Linked DNA regions of Rattus norvegicus: region 2 is linked to region 1. The links are chromatin contacts, called in public Hi-C maps. All regions are on one chromosome and are shown on one strand. Each heading gives the region's core, a stretch centred on a gene start, on an enhancer-like site or on the middle of the called end of the contact. The rest is flanking DNA. Distances are from core to core; before and after follow the strand shown.

The links. A called contact is a pair of places that touch in the nucleus more often than the background predicts.
Region 2: a Hi-C map of liver shows a contact between it and region 1, with 4 times the contacts expected there. The contact joins the enhancer-like site here to the promoter of Asb6 in region 1. A contact is called at or near these places in 4 of 12 Hi-C or Micro-C datasets (the A7r5 cell line, Schwann cells, frontal cortex and 1 more).

Annotation. Positions count from the first base shown.
Region 1 is chr3:34,510,989-34,514,960 of GRCr8, forward strand. Asb6 (ankyrin repeat and SOCS box-containing 6) reads right to left here and starts at 2,045. Exons shown (of 6, transcript NM_001399347.1): 1 at 1,821-2,045; 2 at 635-810. The coding sequence starts at 1,933.
Region 2 is chr3:34,573,965-34,577,921 of GRCr8, forward strand. Ptges (prostaglandin E synthase) reads right to left here. Exons shown (of 3, transcript NM_021583.3): 3 at 1,679-2,680. The coding sequence ends at 2,431. Among named protein-coding and RNA genes, the nearest start is that of Ptges, 11 kb to the right of the region's middle. Within about 2 kb of position 1,982, at least 2 of the 93 cell types and tissues checked have an H3K27ac peak or open chromatin away from gene starts, as enhancers often do. A contact at or near this core is called in liver, where this site is marked.

The DNA.
Region 1 (3,972 bases), core at 795-3,294:
AGCATGGCCAGCCCCGGTAGCCTTGACCTGGTTTGGGCTCAAGGTCACCAGAGATCCCTCTGCCTCAGCCTTCCAAATGTGTCTCACAGCCAGGCCATTTGACCATGTGGATGGGCTTTGGAACACCCTCCCCCAGCCCCCCCCCCATCTGTAGTTTGCAGGATCCCAAGTTTCCTACATCCTCTGAGCATGTTCTCCAATGAAAGACACAAAAGCATGCGTGTGGGTCAGCACTGGCAGCCCCACCTGTCTCCTACCTCCTGGGGTGACAGCCAGAGACAAGGCAGGTGGCTGACACTTCATCATCCCTGACCTGACGCTTAAAGAACCTAGGCAGCCTGCCGTCACTGATGCCTAGTGTGGCTTATCTCCCCACCCCTAGGACCAGAGCAACACCTGCAGGACAGCTCAGAGAAAATCACCTTCCCTTAGCTCTGGGCACTGCCAGTGTACTTTCTCCACAGCAGAAGGATTAATCTGGAAGATGTGGGAGGAGAGGTGCTAAGAGCCCCCAGAAAGCCACCCAAAGGAAAAGAACATGGGAAGTCACCCCAAAGACAAGAGGGGAAGCAGAGGCCAGGGCTGACTGCCTAGCCCTGCTCGCCCCCACCCCCATTCTCAGGCCGCTGCTGACCTTCAAAGTTGAGGTTGGCCCCACTCTGCAGGAGGACCGCAGCTGCCCGGGTCAGGCCCAGCTCGGCCATCTTCAGCAGAGCATTGCTCACACCTTCCTGGTAGAAAGGAGAGTGGGCCTTCTGCTCCAGCAGCTCCGTAAGGACCAGGATCCGGCTCTCCTCACTGGAAGCGTAACTGCACCAAGAGGCAGAAAAGACCAAGTGGGAACTCCTGGGGACCAGTGGCCCTAGCCTGTGTGCCCTTCCACAATCACCCACACAAACTGCCCATGCTCTGTGGGACACAACTCTTTCTTGGTCAAATGTGTGAAGTGACTTCAAAGCCATCCTTCAGCTTGCTGTCAAAGGCCTGGCTCTGTCCCGTCCTCTCTCATACCACCACGAGGGTGGCCCTAAAGCTCTCACCCTTCCTAGACAAAACTACCTACTAAGTGCTACTTGGGCCTGGACACTACTCCATACATTGCCCCAGCTCTGGACAATGGCTCAGACACCACCTTCAGAGTCACCTTCCTGTCCCAATGCTCCTCAGTTGCTCTTCTCCCTAATCTCACCCACCAGACCTCTTCTCTTGCAACAGGTGGGATCCAAGATCTGACCAAACGCTTATCTAGGGCGGCCTTCTTGAATATGCTAGTTTCCGCCAAGGGAGGGCAGTAGCGCCTTGTGCAGCCCTGCTGCCCCGCCTCCGAGTTCTGGAAACCGCCTGGCACTACATTTACAGAGTAGGCCGCAGAAGAGCGAGCTAGTGTGGTTTAGAAAAGACATCCTTGTTGAGACTGAAAGTCTGCAATTCCGGCTCATGACTCTCCCAGTGCTATTCCTTTGCCCCGCCCTACTCCCTGCATCCCACCCCACGGTGCTGGTCTGGGTGCTGGTCTGTCTCGGTGGCACAAGCACTCCGAAGGCGTAGCGCTCCTAGTACCCAAGGAAGTCTGCACAGGGCACACGGACCACACCGGCTTGCTTCCCCCAGAGACTCTCGAAGAGGCCTGCTGTCTGCAAAAAGCGCTGTCGGTCCCAGCCAGGACCTCTCCTCCGGCATCCATGCACAGGGAGCGGCTCCGGGGCCCTGGCCCTCTGCCCTGCAAGACGCTGCGAGCCCACCTCAGGCTGGCGCTCGAGCTCGCAGCCACGCAGCTCCCGCTCCCGCCGCGACAACCACAGGGGACCGCAGCGACTCACTCATCCAGAGGCTCCTGCCGCTCCAGATCCTGGATGCCCAGGGCACCCAGGATGGCGTCCACCAGGGGCTGGTACTCGAAGATGATCCTGCGGAAGCCGTGCAGGAACGGCATGGCGTCGGCCGCGCGTCCGGATACCCACTCGCCACCACCTCCCGATCTACCGGTTCAGACCCCGCGCCGGTGAGCAGTCGTCCTCCCAGGCCTCAGTTCCGCACCGGAAGTTATCCTACCACCCCTACTTCCTGTCCTGAGGGCCTGTGAGGGCTCATGTGCATTACAGTGCCCCCTACCGCCGGGGAGGACCTCGCGACTATCATCACTGCCCCGGCTCCGCCCCGCCCTGAAATTCCCCGCGAGGCCGCTGCAGGGCGTCCAAGCTCCAAGGGGGAGTGTGGCCCCGCTACTGACCTGCTCCTGCCCGAGGTGACATAGGCCCAGTTCGGAGCCCGGACACTGCTTTCTGCAGCCTATTTGATTTTGGCCACTTCCTAAGGAAGTCTCTCTACTCTGAACTGAATGGCGCAATGAGGACCTTGCACCCTAACTCTTCCCCACAAATACTGGGGACAATTCATTATTCTCTGTCCCTTCACCCCCTGGCTAAACAGGGTGCCCACTTTTCCCGCTTTTCCTGGAGGAACTCGGTGACCCTTCCTGTCCTGGTCTGTAAAATTGGCATAATATCACTTCCCTAGACCCTGAGTGGGAAGGCAGCAGAGACGCAACAGAAAGAATTGTACCAGGTAGCTTCCCCCTACACAAATTTGAGTGGCTGCGACTTTGAGTCCTGCAGCAAGGCCCTGATGATTCTAGAAAGGCCAGTTATGGGTAGGTGTCAGTGGTCCTGAGGCTGCATCATCATAGCCATGGCTCCAATCCTTTGTGGGGGCTTGTGGTCTCTCTGCTTGGCACCTGCCATCTGCCACAGAGTTACTGGCACGGAACAAAGTTTCTTGTTTGTTTTAAAGACAGGATCTGGGGCTGGAGAGATGGCTCAGTGGTTAAGAGCACCGACCACTCTTCCAGAGGTCCTGAGTTCAAATCCCAGCAACCACATGGTGGCTCACAACCATCTGTAATGAGATCTGATGCCCTCTTCTGGTGTGTCTGAAGAGACTGACGGTGTACTTATATGTAATAAATAATATTAAAAAAATAAAGACAGGATCTCATATAGCTTGGGCTGGCCTTGAACTCTCAGAATAGCTGAGGCTGGCTGCCATTGTACTCCTGAGCTTCCTGCCGCCACTTCTCAAGTGTTGAGATCACAAGCTTGGTTCTGGGATGCCCAGGACACCAAACCCAGTGGGCATTCAAGGATCTTACATGGAATGGTTACACAGCTCCTCTATATCAGTTCTAGATGTCTCTGCACCCAACAGAGTAAATATCAAGTTGGTAATTGTTTAGGGAATAATGGGGAAAAATCTGTAGAAGGGGCTGGAGAGATGCCCAGCAATTAAGAACACTGGCTGCTCTGGAAAGGACCTAGGTCCTGTTCTTAGCCAGTCAGGACTACGTAGGGAGGCCCTATCTCCCAAAGGGAAGGAGTGGGATGGAGGGTGGCGGGTTTCCGGAGAGATGGCGCAGCCCAGGTTCAATCCACGGGGCTCTGTCGCCCTCTTCTGGACTCTGTGGGCATTAGGCACAAAAGTGGTACACAGCCGTCCATGTAGGCACAACATTCACATTCATGAAATAAAACCCCAAAGTTGCACTTGGGGGCTTGGGACATGGCTCAGCTGTCAGAATGCTTGGTTGACATGCGTGTAGCCTTGGTTGGGTTCCACACCCAGCACCATGTAGACTGGACATTGTGGCTTCATCCAGGTCACTCCTTCCTCAGTGGCTCCAGCCCTCTTGGGTTTGGAAGCTGCCCTGATCCAGATGGCAGCAGTTTAACCTTCTGATATCTACAAGACCCTTCTTCCATATAATATCACTTTGAAGGTCCCCAAGCATCAGCAGAATTCAGAGGGTAGAATACAAGCTCTGTGGAACAGGTGAACCCAGATGTGGGCCTTCTGGCCTTGGCCTCAATGTCGTCACCTCTATTTTTGGTTGTGAGCCTAGCCTTTAATGGCTGAACCATCTCTCCAGCCAGTCTTCACCTATAACTTGATCATCTGCCCAGCTTTCACAGGCCTAGC
Region 2 (3,957 bases), core at 732-3,231, 63 kb after region 1:
ATAGCACACCGGTGCTGACTTCTTTGTTTTTGAGACAAGGGCTCACTGCGTAGACCAGGCTGGCTTCCAACTCAGACATCCACCTTTCTGTCGCCTCCCGTGTGCTAGATTAAAGGCGTGTACACTTGAATCTCTTTACACTTCCTGGGCTGCATCAGCGGGATTCCCTCCCCATTGGACAGCCCAGCAGGGATCAGAGGACCGAGACTTCTTACCCCACGTGAGGCTGTCAGTCCCTTGTTTGCTGCCTTTCCCACTGCAGTGCTAGGGGATGGGCAAGAACAGACACATGAGTAGACCCTCCGAGGGGCCCTTGGCCTCCATCTCACAGGCCTCGCAGCACACAGACATCGTGAGTGAGGCGTCTTCTGAAGCAGGCAACTAGCAGGTTCTTACTAGAACACCTAGCCCTAACAATCCTACCTTCTTGAGAGGAAAACACTGAAATAAATATTTATCTGCCTTGCATAGAGAGGAAAACACTGAATTAAATATTTATCTGCCCTGCACGAACTCCTCCAGCCCCTATCTCTCCTGGACCCCACCTTGCAGACTTCTCTCCTGTCCTAGCCCAGGAATTCAGGACAAGTCTTCTTGGACCCTTGAATCCCTCATCTAAAACACTAAAATGGATCTGGAGAGGTGGCTCAGTGGTTAAGAGCACTGGCTGCTCTTCAAAGGATCCTGGGTCAATTCCCAGCACCCACACGATGGCTCACAACTGTAACTTCAGATCCAACATCCTCTTCTGGCCTCCATGGGCACCAGGTACACATATAATACAGACATAAATTCATACAAAACACCCATCTACATAAAATTAAAATGCAGAAGTCTTTTGCCCAAATGCACCTGATCATATCTAAAATGCAGAAATGCCTCCTTTAAATTATTTTTAAGTATTAATTGAGGCGGTGGGGGGGAGGAGCAGTGACAGACGAAGGTCACATCCAGCCTAGTGTTCGGGACAGCTGGTACCTATCTACAGTTGTTTTCTCAGCTGAGCAAAGGCTTCATCTCACCACCAGAGGGCAGTGCTGTTCCCTCTAGAACACTGTAGCTGTTTGAGGCTGAAACGGAGGCTAGCTTTCCAGTAACAATCTCTCTCCCAACCCCATTAGAGCAGGTCTGGGGCACAGGGCTTGTCCCGCTAGGAGGAGAGGTAGTATAACTAGGCAGCAGCCTTGGGTGGGAAGCCCGAATGTCCCAGGTTCTGGAGCAGACCCTACCCCTTCAGGTGGTCACTTCTGTCTCCATCTGTAGAGCAGAAAACCAGCATGCTACTAGGTTGGCACAGCTACAGGAAGAGTCCCCACTTGGCAGGCAGGATTTAGACATCTCTGGATCCCAAGGCAAACACCATCTTGTCAGGGAGCTCCTTGCTGAAGAAGGACTTCCCTGGAGCAGCCTGGTGGAGTGATTTCTACCCAGACGTCGCCTGCGTCTGCGCTGGCTTGACACGTGGTGTTGCAGGCCTGTAATCCCAGCACTTAGGAGGTACAGGTAGGCTGTTAGCTCAAGGTTGTCCTGGCTGCACAGTAAGTTTGAGGCCAAACCTGGGCTAAGTGAGACCTTGCCTCACAAAAGTAAAACATAGGCACCTGAACAGAACCTGAAAATTCCCAGTAGGCACTGGGCCATCTGGGACAGCACGAGGCTTAGACACGGAACGTTCACAGGTCACACTCTGCTGTTTAATGGCTAAGCCTGAACCGGTCTCAGGAGGACTCTGGAGGGACACTGCACACACATAGGTGAGATTTTTCACAGGAGTAGATGTTTGGCATCTTCAAACCTCACAGGTGCGGTTTTTAGCGGTTGGTCAAAGCCCATCCTTGACTTTCAGTCTTTGGAGGAGCCAAGGCCGCGCAGGAGCAGGCTGAGCTGGGAACATTTGCTTCACCCTGAGCCTGTGCTAGCTAAGGCAGGACAGAGAGGTATCAACAGGGGACAGGGAAGCTCTGACCTGCCCTCCTCTGAAAACTTGGCACCCTACTTCCACTGGGAGCCGGCCACTGCTGGGCCTCTTGTGAGGACGCCCTGAGACACACACCAGTCACGTGTCTCTCCTCTGGCTGTGCCAGAATTACAGGTAGGTCTGAGAAGCCCTCATCCTTAGCCCTATATGGCATGATGGCTCTGTTGGACAATCTTCTGTCCTTTGCTTTATGGGTAAGAGGAAGTTTAAGGCATTTGTGAGGTGAAGGATGTTCTGTCAATCTGTAAGCGGTTCTAATCGGACACATCACCCAGGGTCCCAAAAGGCTAAGACACACATTTGCACATTAGGCTCAGAGATCCACACACCTAGCTTAGCCAGGAACCCTGGACCTGAGCCCATCCCTGTTCTAGAAGGGGCACCAAGTCCTCTGGTTCAGCCTTCATGGCTCCGTCCCCCATTGTGGTATCTGAGGAGGCTTCAGCTGCTGGTCACAGATGGTGGGCCACTTCCCAGAGGATCTGTAGGGCCATGGAGAAACAGGCGAACTGGGCCAGAACATAGGCCCCGGAGCGAATGCGTGGGTTCATTTTGCCCAGGTAGGCCACGGTGTGTACCACACGGCCTGTGAGGACCACGAGGAAATGTATCCAGGCGATGAGAGGGTTGGGTCCCAGGAATGAGTAGACGAAACCAAGGAAGAGGAAGGGGTAGATCGTCTCCATGTCGTTGCGGTGGGCTCTGGGGAGCAGAGGGTGACAGCAGGCTTAGTGCTGGGCCTAGTTTTTCCCATACCCCCCCACAGTCCCTTCTGTCCCTTAGACACCAGGCAGAAAAAGGCGGACTCAGAGAACTGGGGTCAGAGGCGAGTGACAGACACTCTCTGAAGGCAGGTTTTGAGCCGTGTCTCCTGCTGGTCTCCGTCTCTTTCCACCCCTAAAGCTGACCAAGCAACATCTTTGCAGAGATAACTGTAGGATTCTTCCACTTATCAACCCAGCCAAGCACAGGACTCTGGCGAACCTTCCCTTCCTTCTCGCATGGTGTCTGACTCTTTTGGGAACAGGCGCGGCAGGAGGCCTATGTACAACCCTACCATAAAAAAACAGCCCACGGAGAGAGCCCCAACAGCCACCATTCAGTTTCCAGGTTCCCCTTTGGACTGTCACCTCTCTCTAGGGTGAAACAGGCAGTCAAACCACCCTCATCGGGAGAAGCGAATGCCCAGAGCCACCGATGAACGATAAGATAAACATGAACCCAGTGACTGAGCCATGACCTTTCCCAGGACCGGCCCCAGTTCAGTAAGCAGCCAGTTCCAGCTGCAGTGCATCCAACCAGCAGCGCTGGCCAAACCCAACCTGGCCCCAGCCCTCTTGTGGTGACCCATTTCAGTGGCCTCTGCTTGTTTCCTTTTGGAAAAATGAATCTTAGCAAGGAGCCACCAACTTCTTACTGAGTGCGAAGAAGTAGGCAGAACCAAGTAGGGGCCTGGAGCACCCAGCACCCCAATGCTGCAGGGGGACTGGGGCAGTAGTCAGGGGGTGGAGATGTGTCCCAGACTAAATGATGCTAAACCAGCCAGGAAGGGGAAGGATCTTCTTGGGATGTACCCAGCACGTGCAAAGGTCCTGTGGTAGGAACAGCACAGAATTCAAAGTTGACCTGTTTGCCCCAGTAAAGCACACAAGAGGGAAGTGGGTGGGGGTGAGGTACCAGGCAACACGTGAGGAAAATGAAATTCATCCAAGGGCATACGAAATCCTCAGGTGGGGATGTGCTCCTCCCGAGCTCTACTTGACAGGGTGTGCTGGAAAATGACTACAAGCAAGAGTTCAAAGTCAGGGCCTGGAGAGAAGCTTGATAATGAGGAGCATTTGTTGCTCTCATGGAGGACCCAGGTTCAGAACCCAGCACCCCTATGGTGAGTCACAACCATCTGTAATTCCAGTTCCAAGGGATCTGACGCCCTCCTCTGGTCTCTGAAGGTACCAGGCACACACGCAGTACACACGTTC